Linked DNA regions of Mus musculus: regions 2 and 3 are each linked to region 1. The links are chromatin contacts, called in public Hi-C maps. All regions are on one chromosome and are shown on one strand. Each heading gives the region's core, a stretch centred on a gene start, on an enhancer-like site or on the middle of the called end of the contact. The rest is flanking DNA. Distances are from core to core; before and after follow the strand shown. Region 1 overlaps Fbxl7 (F-box and leucine-rich repeat protein 7). Region 2 has its middle 160 kb from the start of Gm23903. Region 3 overlaps Zfp622 (zinc finger protein 622).

Region 1 (3,893 bases), core at 1,389-3,888:
TGGCTCATTGTTTAAGAGAAGATGCTGCTCTTCCAGAGGACCTGGGCTTGATTCCCCACATGCCAGTTCACAACTATTTCTAACTCCAGTCTCACTGGATCTGACACTATGTCTCAGTTAGAGTTTTACTGCGGTGAACATATACCAATACCAAGGCAACTCTTATAAGGACAACATTTAATTGGGGCTGGCTTACAGGTTCAGAGGTCCAGTCCACTATCATCAAGGCAGAAGCATGGCAGTGTTCCAGCACACATGGTGTAGGAGATGCTGAGAACATCTTGTTCTGAAGGCAAACAGGAGAAAACTGGCTTCCATTCCAGGCTAGGATGAGGGTCTTAAAGACTATGCCCATAGCAACACACTTTCTCTAACAAGGTCACAGCTCTTAATAGTGCCACGCCCTGGGCCGAGCATATTCAAACCATCACACAGCATCTTCTGGCCCTCTAGAGCACTGTGTGCATGTGGTGAACAGGACTACATGCCGGCAAGACAGACAGATCGGCAGGCAGGCAGACAGACAGACAGATAGATGTTACAAAAGCCAACAGCAATTAGGCATTGGCTAAGTGATGGCCATGTCTTTCTCTCCTCTGAGCCTCACGTCTTTGCATAACATGAAGCCTCATCATCACCACCTCTCCCATGCCTGTCTGACACATTTAGAAGACTAGTGTGGAAGACGTTCTGTGCTTGACGAGTGGAGCAAACATCTTCCACAGCCATTTTTATATCCATTTTATGTGTTCTGTTGCCTCTTCAAGGAGAAGGCAGGACTGACTTTCCAAAGCTGTCAGGAGGGAAGTTGATCACACTGCTGGCAAACACGTCTCTTCCCCTTACCTCAGTGTCTGAAGTCACTCCTTTCTGATCTCTCACTTTCAAAGTCCTGCAGAGACCCAGCTACTTCTACTCCGGAGGGTGAAGAGGGGGCTGCCTTTGGCTATCAAGTGCCTTAACTGCCAGCCTTTAACAAAGCAATAAATACCCTCTAGAAGGTAGAGCACTGGCCCAGGCAATGAGGATGGCATGTTTGCTTTGTGAAGGCAGCTTAACTGGGTTTTGCTCACTAGGAACTCCTGGAGGTCCTGGCTTCAGAATTCCAGTTATCTTTCCATTCCATTCTCCAGTGGGATCTGGCATGTTAGTTATTGCACATAGCAAAATCAGCATTTCATCTTTTTTATTACTAAATAACATCCTTACTCTGGTTAATAATGCTCTTATATATAACGCTCAGTACAGTGTTAATAGACACTGCATATATAGAAACATCAGACTAACATGTACACAGTGCATGCCAGGCACCACTGAGGCTCCATGTTCTGACCATTGTGCATGTGCGTGAACTCACGTGTCTGTCACAACAACCCTAATTTGCTCTAATTTTATAGATGAGGAAAGTAAACTCAGAGACAGAACATGGCTTCCCAAATGTACGTGTTTAGTAATTAATGCAGTGAATTTGTTAACATCAACTCTAGGTCCCACCATCCATTTCTGATACAGGAGAAAGGTGCCAAAAGCAAGTTTCCTGCTGATTTACTGCTGCAGAGACCACATAGGGTATCTGATGAAAAAGTTTCCCAGGGCTGCAAAGCTGATAAATGAGAGACTCTAATCAAACAGGAGATTCAGCCTCAGGACTTTCCCTTGCTTCGTGTAATCATAACTAGACAAGTCTCTGAAGAAATGCTAGTTCGCATCTAAGCCATTTTCCTACTTTTGGAGCATGCCAGTGGGTGTCTTTGTCCATGTCCAGATGAACGGACACGTGTAGGTTGTAGCTCCACACTCCACTGAGTCCAAGATGTGTCAACAGGAAAGAGTCATTAGTGAATTCTTTCATCATCCTTGTACTTACTTGTACAATTATGATCATTAGTTTCTCTCAATCACAGACCTCTGAGCTCATCATGGTCTCTGCAACCTTTCATTTGAAAATAATGGGCCTGTGTTTCAAGAGCGTATGTAATCTCGTACTTACTTCCTGGTAGGAGACTAGTACTCGCTGCAATTTGACATAACGGCAGGTGTAGTCAATGCGCTAGAATGGGAGGTTCTTCGTCATCATCTCCAGCCTTTCACTACATTCAGAAACCTAACTCTGGTGAAGCTCGGGTGCTGCTGCTTGAAGACTTCTCCAGGTATCTCACTCATGTGAGGAGTGTTCTATTGGCTTTCATAACTTTTCTCACAGTTGGCCCAGACTTTCCTTCCCTCTGTCGGAGCCCTGTGCTCTCGGGTAATGTACATGTCTCTTTGGAGAGCATCACAAGTGATCAAAGTCTACACACCCAGGCATCTGATGCCCTACCACTTATCATCAATGTTTCCTATTATATCAGAAAAATGTCTTCCTTCTCCCCGAAGCACCTATTCTGCATATGGTCCAGGCCAGCATTCTCCCCATCTCCTAGACTCTCCAAGTGAATGAAATGTTCTAATAAAAGCCAAAGGATGAGGATTCATTGCCTTGGTGTGAAAACAGCACTGAAAATAAGCATAAACCATTTTCATTCCCCCAAATGTATTTTGAAAATATGTAATTCTTACCCAGCTGCGGCTCCTTCTCCAGAATGCTTCCCGGGGACGGCCTGACCCTGAGTTGGATGCCAAGGTTTGCCTTTGTTTGTTTGCTTGGGATGTTGGTGCCCTCTGCTGTTCTGAGCAACTGTATGGCATGTGCGTTTCCACAGAAAACTCAGGATGGAAAACATAAGGCTTTGTCCTTTGTAAGAAGGTAAAATAGTTTCTGTGACTGAGATCCGCCATTTAAAAGCTAAGTAAATCTCAAAGAAGAACACTCTATGCAATGAAATAAACGTCCTCAGATTTCGGAAGCACCGCTCTGGGGCCTCAGTAACCAAGCCTCACCCACTGACTGGTGAAGGGGAAAAAAAAGATACTTTTTTTTCACAGGGAATAATATTGAATACTTTCGGGATTTTCTCAGTATTTTGTGGAGATTTCTTCCCTGAGTCATAAATATCCATAAACTTAAAGACAGTTTAAAAATTGCCAGAAGAGTCTTTTCACAAACATGACAGCAAAATTTTGAGACGCTAAAAGAGTTTCCAGCCCAGTCTGTGAAGTTCAGATTTGAACCTAATTCATTATTATATGTTTTTATGTGAGTAAATCAAATATATTAATTTGGGGAATATGAGATAGCATAAACTTTCTGTTTTTTTTTATTTTAAGCCAAAATAAATAATAAACAGTCAGATTTTAGAAGTAACTTAATTATCTTGGCATTTATTTAAGAAAACCTATAAGCTATGTTGGGTGACTTAAAAGTCCAGCTTTCAAAATTTATTTTCTTGTTATGCTTGTTAATGCGGCCTCTGAACAAGTAATTATATTCATAGAACTATTGTAGTTACTCTTATTTCTGTGTGATTACTAGACACCAAAAAAGCTTGGAATTCCTCCATAAATATATTTCTTGAGTTTAGCCCAGCAAAGTCATGTTTATTAGTTGAAAAAAAAAATAAGACTTTATAGGAGATATAAAGTCTCAATCCATTAAAAACCACCACCTATTTTGTTTTAAAATACCAAACAGACCCTACAGCTCATCACACGGGCAGCTTTGCAGTTTATTTATTTAGGACTGTCTGAGGCTTCCACTGGCTTCGCGCCAACAGACGGAGGCCATGTGCTTCTCGGGGAAGAAGACTGGCCAGTTAGCATAGAAATGCAAAGGCTTTTCAATTCCCCGTGTAGAACCTGGAGCTGTGAAATTTTACTGTGGATGGTGCCATTTCTGAATCTGAATGCATCCAGCTCCACAGGGGACGCTTTCACCCACACTCTCTCATTTTCTACTAAGGTGTCCTGGATCTTTTATCTAAACTATTAAAGATGTGAAGTGCAAATATACAAAA
Region 2 (3,676 bases), core at 300-2,799, 600 kb before region 1:
ATACAAACACTTCAGGTGTAATCAATCACTCTCTGATTGGATTGAAGACCCAAGCCATGTCTTGGAACTCACATTATTTCTAATGTGTACCATGCAATTAAACCTATAATAGTTGTACTATACTGAGCATGTATAGACAATTTTTATTTCCTAAGGAATGTAGTATAATATAGTATAACCATTTACATAGCCTTTACATTGTATCACTTATGATAAATAGTCTAAAGACTTATTTAAAGTACATAAGACTGCATAGATTATATGAAAATGTCACCTTTTTATATAAGAGAGTCATCCATCTTTGGATTTTGGTATCCACGGGTGGTGTCTTAGACAAAATGTCTCTGGAGATTGAGTAGTAACTATAAGTGTTGCAGCTCTGAAGGGCAAGGCTTCCCCTATAGAAGTGTTAACAACTGTGCTCCCACCGTTGCAGGGGGTTTCTCCAATGCAAGTGTGACAGGAACATTTCCCCATCCAGTGTTACAGCTCTGCTCCACAGGGGTAGTGTTTACCCAGCAGAAAGTGTTATAGTTCTACTCCTGGCAATTTGGAGGCAAAATGTGCTACAAAGTCATACGCCACAATAAGCCTCACCTAAGAGATTTATTAAGAGGGGAAAATCCCAGGAGGGTGGCTGCCTCTGCTTGGGTGAGAATCAGCAGGGAACTAAGCAGAAGGCAAGAAATCCATATAGGATTGGTGAAATTCTGTTTCTTGTCCCTGGTCCTGGTCTTGGGGTCAAGTCTAGGTCAGGGCGTTCTTTTCTAATTTGCCATTTTATCCTATAGCAACTATCATGTAGAAATAACTGGGTGAGATCAGGAAAAGTCAAACGCTGGAAACAGGAGTGGGAGTCACAGAGCTCAGATTCCCACTTACCATTTTTTGCCACTTATCCAGAGCTGGTGGTGTGGTCATACAAGGAGCGCTAGAGCATCAGATATTACAGTACCTTTCTGCATCCATACTCTCCTAGGAGAAACAGCCACACCCCATTGTAAAGCTTTTCCATCTGATAGGATGAAGCTCATTTGCTTTTCCTCCCATTGGTAGAGCTTCACCAAAGAGGCGGAGTCTTTCTTCGCACAGAGAGTAAGACATTTAGAATGTTTCCTGCTTTGTTCACTCCCACAAAGTGTTTTCATTTTTTAAAACATTGTTTCCTGTTACATCAGAAGTAGAATGCAGTAGAACTTAACACTGGCAATGTTGATGGCATCACAGAGGAAGATAGGGAGACAGAAGTCCTTCAAGAGCACCGCGTAAAAGGAACGCCGAGCTTGCACAGGCGTGGTTGCAGGTAGAGGTCAGGAGCTTCCATGTGCTTACTGGATTCACTAATTACACAGCAGGATTCTGCACTCTGTCGTCTCCCTTTTGCTCGGATGCCCATTTTTCTTTCTATCTTGTGAACATTTACAAGAAAAGGGCATCATTTTAAGAGTTTGTTACACTTCCTATTTTTCATTTCAGAACAGTATCTTTCTCTCTGAGCCCCAAAGGACGGATCCTTTCTGTTCTGGTTGAAATAATGCAGGTCAGTTGCTAGGCAACGCACAGTTTCACAGTTATTACTAAATGATAGAACTGAGTGAAACTAGACAGGTCTTTTACTGCGTTTGGAACCTCGAATGCATGTGAAAAATATTTGCTGGAAAATTCTGTATTAATAAATTGGAATATCTGTTTTTCCTTATAGAGCCCTGTTGCTCTCCTAAGTTAGGCTGATAGTCTTGTAAGACTTTCTAAAAAGCACACTGAATTGCAAAAATTAAGGAATCTTAATAACATTAGCCATAGTTAAAGCTTCATTCTGAGCTGTTGCATTATGCTCTGCAGAGTGGGAGCTCTTTAGTGTGATGTCATCACTGACAAAGCCCAGCATACAGCTGTTTGAGGTTTGGCGTTTTAGCAAAGGGCAGATGATGCGCTCATAGTTCTGTTTCACAGAAAAGGGTGTCAGGTTGATCAGATTCCCCACCGAGGTCTTTGAAAGTTATTATTCTAATTACCAGTCAATATTAGTTATGCACATATGTCCTACCCAGTACCCTAAAAGCCCCACCTTCCTGTGTGCCCTGCTCCCTATCTTTCTTTATCACTGGTGGCCACTATTCTGTACATCTAAAAGTTCATACTTTAGTCTCCACAACCAAGAAAGGAGGTGCTCTATTTGTGTTTTGGTCTCTGACATTTTTCACTCAACACTATGTTCTCAAGTTGCACCTGCATTGCCATAAATGATTTCAATCTTTTCCACTCTGTGAGTATGATACACTTTAAAACCATTTACCTGCTACAGGGAATTATAAACAGCACTATAATAAATATGTGAGAGAATGCATAATTTTACTGTCAAATTTTTACATATGCTGATTCTATACCTAGTAGTAGGTTTGCTGGATCTAACAGTAGTTTCCAGGTTTTTCTATAATGGGCACACTAATTTACATTTCTACCAATAGTGTCACCAAGATCTTTACAGCTTTCAACTTAGCTGATTTTTTAATGCTCTCTTTCCCCCCTATTTCCTCCCACCATTCAAAGAGTACCATATATTTCAGCTCTGGTGAAATTCTATTTAACCAAAACAAAGGGAATAATAAACAGTCCCCGCAGTCAAGCTGTCAAGTGTGCTTGGGTCTCTGGAGGGACAGGTGTCCAGACAGAGACTTTGCACATTTCCCTACTTTCTGTTAGCCTCAGTGTACCTTATAGCTAGATCTAGATTATTAATATTTAATATCAAGTATTAAGAAAAATTTATTCTTATGCTAGAAATTATGCTGATAGATTAAAGATGTCCCTTAAATGTAAGATACTTGAAAGAAGCATTTCAGTGGGTGCCTTGGATCAGGATTTCTTGTACTCATCATTAGCCTTGAGATGGCTAGACCAGCGTGTGTGTGTGTGTGTGTGTGTACACGTGCACGCATGTGAACACACATGTGAGCATGCACAATTTCTTGAATGCATCAGTTGAAAAGTAACTGCACATTGAAGTTGCAACATTTATGCAGGCCCTTGGTCTTAGAGGTGTAAGATAAAAAAGGATTGATATCTGAGGGTGAACATTTGTACTGCCTAGTTTTATGTCAGGTAGACACAAAATATTCTGAGAGGGTGGAATTTCAGTTTAAAAATGCCTCAATAAGCCCCTGCTGCAGGCAAACATGTAGGGCATTTTTTACATTATTTAATTTAAGTTACTGATTCATGGGGGAGAGTCCATCCACAATGTGAGGGGCCAGCCCTGGCCTGGTGGTCTTAGGTTCTGTAAGAATGCAGGTAGAGAAAGCCAGGGGGAGCAACTGAATAAACAGCTCCCCTACATGGTCTCTGCATCAGGTCTTGACTCCAGGTTCCTATCCTACTTGAGTTCCCACCCTCACCGCTTTTGATGATGAATGGTTATACAGAACTGTGAGTGAAATAAATCTCTTCCTCGCAACTTGCTTTGGTCATGGTGTTTCAATACTATAATATTAACTCTGATTAAGATAGCATTTAATTTTGCAGGCTGGGGTTCTTTTAACATACTTAGTTTGGCTCATCTGTGTATTTTCTAACAGGAAGCTGTGAGAGATTGGTGGTTTCATTTCCTGTCCTTGTGGATGGATATTGGAGGCTTCTTGCTACATCTAAGTAAGGGATATGAGTTGGGTTACATGTG
Region 3 (3,535 bases), core at 958-3,457, 620 kb after region 1:
AAGAGTGTTTATTCACAAGCCTACTGCTGGGAAGTATATATTAGTATGGACTGGGTCCTCTGTTTCATTAAGCACTCACAAGCCGTGAGATAAAAGGACTAAAAGAACCACCCCCCAAAATGCACAAAGTGTATCACTTTCTCAAAGTCCCAAAGGTAGCTCAATGAATGAGCTTAGCTTCCCTGCCAGGGTATTATTAGTGCCTTCTCCTAAGCAACCTAAATTAAGAATCTCTTCAGAGATTTAACTGTGAGGCAGTCCTAAAAACTACTTAAAAGCTGGCAGTCATTCTTCGTTCTTATTTGGAAATAAAAACCCTGCATACCAAGCCCTTAACATGTTCTGTTCTTTTCTGCATTTTATCAACACACCCAGAGACATGGGCAACTTCCTAAGCCACATACATTCACAAGTGACATTCAGTTTTGCTCTTATATAATCCTCAAAGCCCCTGACGAAGGTCCCTTAGACAAGAAGTAATGAGTTATTCCAAATTTTAAACTAATTTTGGACTAGACAAATCGCTTGCGTTTCCCACCTTATGCTGACAGCCAGAAAGCATCTGAAAGCTGAGGCAGGAAAGCAACTGTCAGGAGGTCATGCAGGTCCTGGAGCCCAACAAGCAAGCCCAAGCTTCACATCCGTCCCCACTTGAAAGCTTTAAACACTGCTCAAATACGACATTGAAGACAACCATGATTTTGACTTTATTAGATCAGAACAAATGAAGTAGCAGCAAAGGAACCATTCGGCAATCTGGCTTCCCTGTCCTCAGACAAGGAGGGAAGTGCAGCGGGAGATGCATCTGTTTCAGCCTCTCAGAACCTCACTTGGGCCCTGAAGTGCATCTGCTTGGTGGCGTTGTTCTTCATTCCTATCTTCAGCATCCATTTTGATTTCATCCTCTGCACATATTGCATGTCCCGTTCACGCATGAGAGCTGCTCCTGTGGTTGGGAGGATGGTAAGCAATGAGGCTCTGATCTCTTATTTACTAACAGAGGAAGTCAAATCTTAGAATTCCCAAAGTTGGCTTAGGATAAGTGGGTTCTGATATTTAAAGACAGAATCTAATGTGGGGATTCCAAGCAATGGGGCTCAGAGATCTACGTGCATCTAAGAACTGTGCATATCAGAACTTTGTAAACAGTGATGTTTGCTACGTTTTTAGGCTCTAGGCTTTCTGGGACATCAGAAAGGAGCAAATTATCTTCACTACCTCCATTTGGACTTTATTTCCCAGAAGAGCAGAGAAGACAGTTTTGCACAGCACACTATGAGAGTTAAATAACAGCACATTGTAGTTTCAAAGCTTAATAACTTCAGCTGTCAGATTTACTCATTGCAATCTACTTCTATTGGGAAAAACTGCCAAAGGGGGCTGGGCTACCTGTAGTAAGTGCACTACCTCACACATGCATTGTGTCAGACAAGCCTCTCAACTCTAAGGTGGGTCCTCTTAATCATTTCCCTTGCACAAATGAGCAAGCAGAAGTGAAATTTAATAATGTTCATGACGTGAGATTAGAATGTGAAACTACATATGCCATGTTAGGCGCCACAGCTCCACTAAGGTACTATTTAATTTCTGAGTTATCTCCAGATAATTTCTGCATGTAATTTATAAGATTTTTTATAGATATTATCTTCTGGAAAGGTTCATGATGCATACTAAGTTACTAGACCAGGAATATTAATTTTTTAAGTCATGGAGTCTTGGACTTAAGTGTTCTAAGTATCCTGAGATAATGGGAGTCCCAGAAGTAAGACTCAAGCTTCCCCTGGAAAGGAGTCAGACGGACAGCACGAATGATAACCTGTCACCCAAGCGCCCACGAAATCCATGCATATAAGAATGGTGTACCTGTGCTGCCCATCCACCCCAGGGCTCGGTATTGCTGGAGAACTCTGCCCACAGCCTTTTGATTCCTAGCAACTGTCACAGCTCTTGGCAAGCCAAATCGCTGTTTGTAGTATCTCATCAAGGAGCGATGACCCACTCTGGCACCTGTTTTGAGAAGAGCAATATTTAAACACTGGTCTTTCAAGTCAGAGTTATAAACCAAAGGCTTCCCAAAAGATCTTGAATGGCACCAAGCCTTAGGAATCCTAGTAGGAAAACAGAAATAAGCAGGAATACACTACAGGAAAAACAGACCAATATTAGGAAAATATATAAAGGCTAAAAAGCCCCAAGAGAAAGAAGATGAAGCAGGGAATAACTCTGACATCAGGTCTACAAGCCATATTGGGAAAACTGAACCAGAACAAAAATGAAACCATCTTTTTTCTGGTTCAGTTTTCTCTTCCAGTCGTCTTCCAACAGGAGTAAATTTTACCACACAGGGAAATCTGATACCTACTGTAGATGTCTTTATTGTTACAAATGGAGTAATACTGGCATCTAGTGGCTGAAGGACAGAGATGCTACTGCACATATTAAAATGCACAGGCAGATTAACAACATCAAAGTATTATTTAGCTACATTGACAAAGCTGATACACTCCTTCCTAAATGATGAAAAACCACGTGATATCTCAAAAAGATTAAGCTAAATTCTCTTTAAACCTGTGGTTATTTGCAGAAATCAAGTGAAACAAAAAAACTTTGAGAAATGAATTCTTAACTTTAATTTCCAATATATGTTGATGTCATTACGAATATGGTTGTATACACCAATGCACAGGCTTACCATTAATAGTGCAATACACTAAGCAAAAAGGAAAGAGGGCCAGAGAGCTGGGTAAGCTGTGCTGACCTGGCAATCTGAGTTCAATTCCCAGAAAGCACATTAAGGTGGATAGAGAATCAAGCCCACAGAGTTACCTCTAGCCTTCCCATATGTACTATGGCATATGCACACAAATACCCGCCACCCACTCACAACCATAGTAAATACAATTTCAAAACAAAGAAAAGAGAATATACATTTCAAATTACGAAAACTAAGGGGCAATGTAAAGTCTGCAACTTCTCTAATTACACTAATAAAACCCATAAGTAAAGTTATTTACTAGATGAACAATTTGAGGTTCCTATAAGTATAAGTCTGTCTGTTAGAGGTCTGAAATCCACTCCACTAGTCTGTAAATTTTAATGGAACACAGCCACACTCACCTACATCTCTACTGACTTTTGAGCTACAAAGCAGATCTAAACAATTACTAGAGACAGAATGGTACACAAAGACAGAATGGTACACAAAATCATTGCTTTCTGGCCATTTATAGAGAAGTAACCAAATCATATGGCTTGACTTCTGAGCAGGGAAACTAATAAATATGTTAAGCTCTGTCTGGGATGGCTAATTCTAGGCTCCACCAGAAAAATGGTTTTCAAAAGGTAATTCTCCCATACTATCCTAAGAGATTGGTCCCTAGGCCAGTGGCATCAACATCACCTGTGGGTTTACTAATAAAAGCAGGCTATGTTTTTTAGATGAATATTAATTAAGATATAAGCAATCAAATACCTTTCCAAATAGAAACACATAAGGGTAAAACCCTGGGTATAGTACCCAGAGTAGTTTTCAACT

What was found. Hi-C and Micro-C count contacts between places; a contact is called where the count stands out from the background.
Region 2: a contact with region 1 is called in a Hi-C map of the N1E-115 cell line, with 5 times the contacts expected there. The contact joins two enhancer-like sites. A contact is called at or near these places in 1 of 39 promoter capture datasets (hippocampal neurons), 1 of 15 datasets of contacts at CTCF or cohesin (stem cell-derived epiblast-like cells), 40 of 484 Hi-C or Micro-C datasets (the AtT-20 cell line, the N1E-115 cell line, Sertoli cells and 23 more) and 4 of 115 datasets of contacts at active chromatin or transcription factors (astrocytes, embryonic basal ganglia, epiblast stem cells and 1 more).
Region 3: a Hi-C map of the N1E-115 cell line shows a contact between it and region 1, with 33 times the contacts expected there. The contact joins two enhancer-like sites. A contact is called at or near these places in 1 of 39 promoter capture datasets (hippocampal neurons), 17 of 484 Hi-C or Micro-C datasets (the AtT-20 cell line, the C2C12 cell line, the N1E-115 cell line and 10 more) and 2 of 115 datasets of contacts at active chromatin or transcription factors (astrocytes and embryonic forebrain).

Annotation. Positions count from the first base shown.
Region 1 is chr15:26,619,201-26,623,093 of GRCm38.p6, reverse strand. All of the region lies in intron 2 of Fbxl7 (F-box and leucine-rich repeat protein 7), which reads left to right. Among named protein-coding and RNA genes, the nearest start is that of Gm52205, 44 kb to the left of the region's middle. Within about 2 kb of position 2,638, at least 9 of the 459 cell types and tissues checked have an H3K27ac peak or open chromatin away from gene starts, as enhancers often do. A contact at or near this core is called in the N1E-115 cell line, where this site is marked.
Region 2 is chr15:27,221,999-27,225,674 of GRCm38.p6, reverse strand. No RefSeq gene overlaps it. Among named protein-coding and RNA genes, the nearest start is that of Gm23903, 160 kb to the right of the region's middle. Within about 2 kb of position 1,549, at least 8 of the 459 cell types and tissues checked have an H3K27ac peak or open chromatin away from gene starts, as enhancers often do. A contact at or near this core is called in the N1E-115 cell line, where this site is marked.
Region 3 is chr15:25,994,578-25,998,112 of GRCm38.p6, reverse strand. Zfp622 (zinc finger protein 622) reads right to left here. Exons shown (of 6, transcript NM_144523.3): 5 at 1,864-2,007; 6 at 1-946. The coding sequence ends at 819. Among named protein-coding and RNA genes, the nearest start is that of Zfp622, 12 kb to the right of the region's middle. Within about 2 kb of position 2,207, at least 1 of the 459 cell types and tissues checked has an H3K27ac peak or open chromatin away from gene starts, as enhancers often do. A contact at or near this core is called in the N1E-115 cell line, where this site is marked.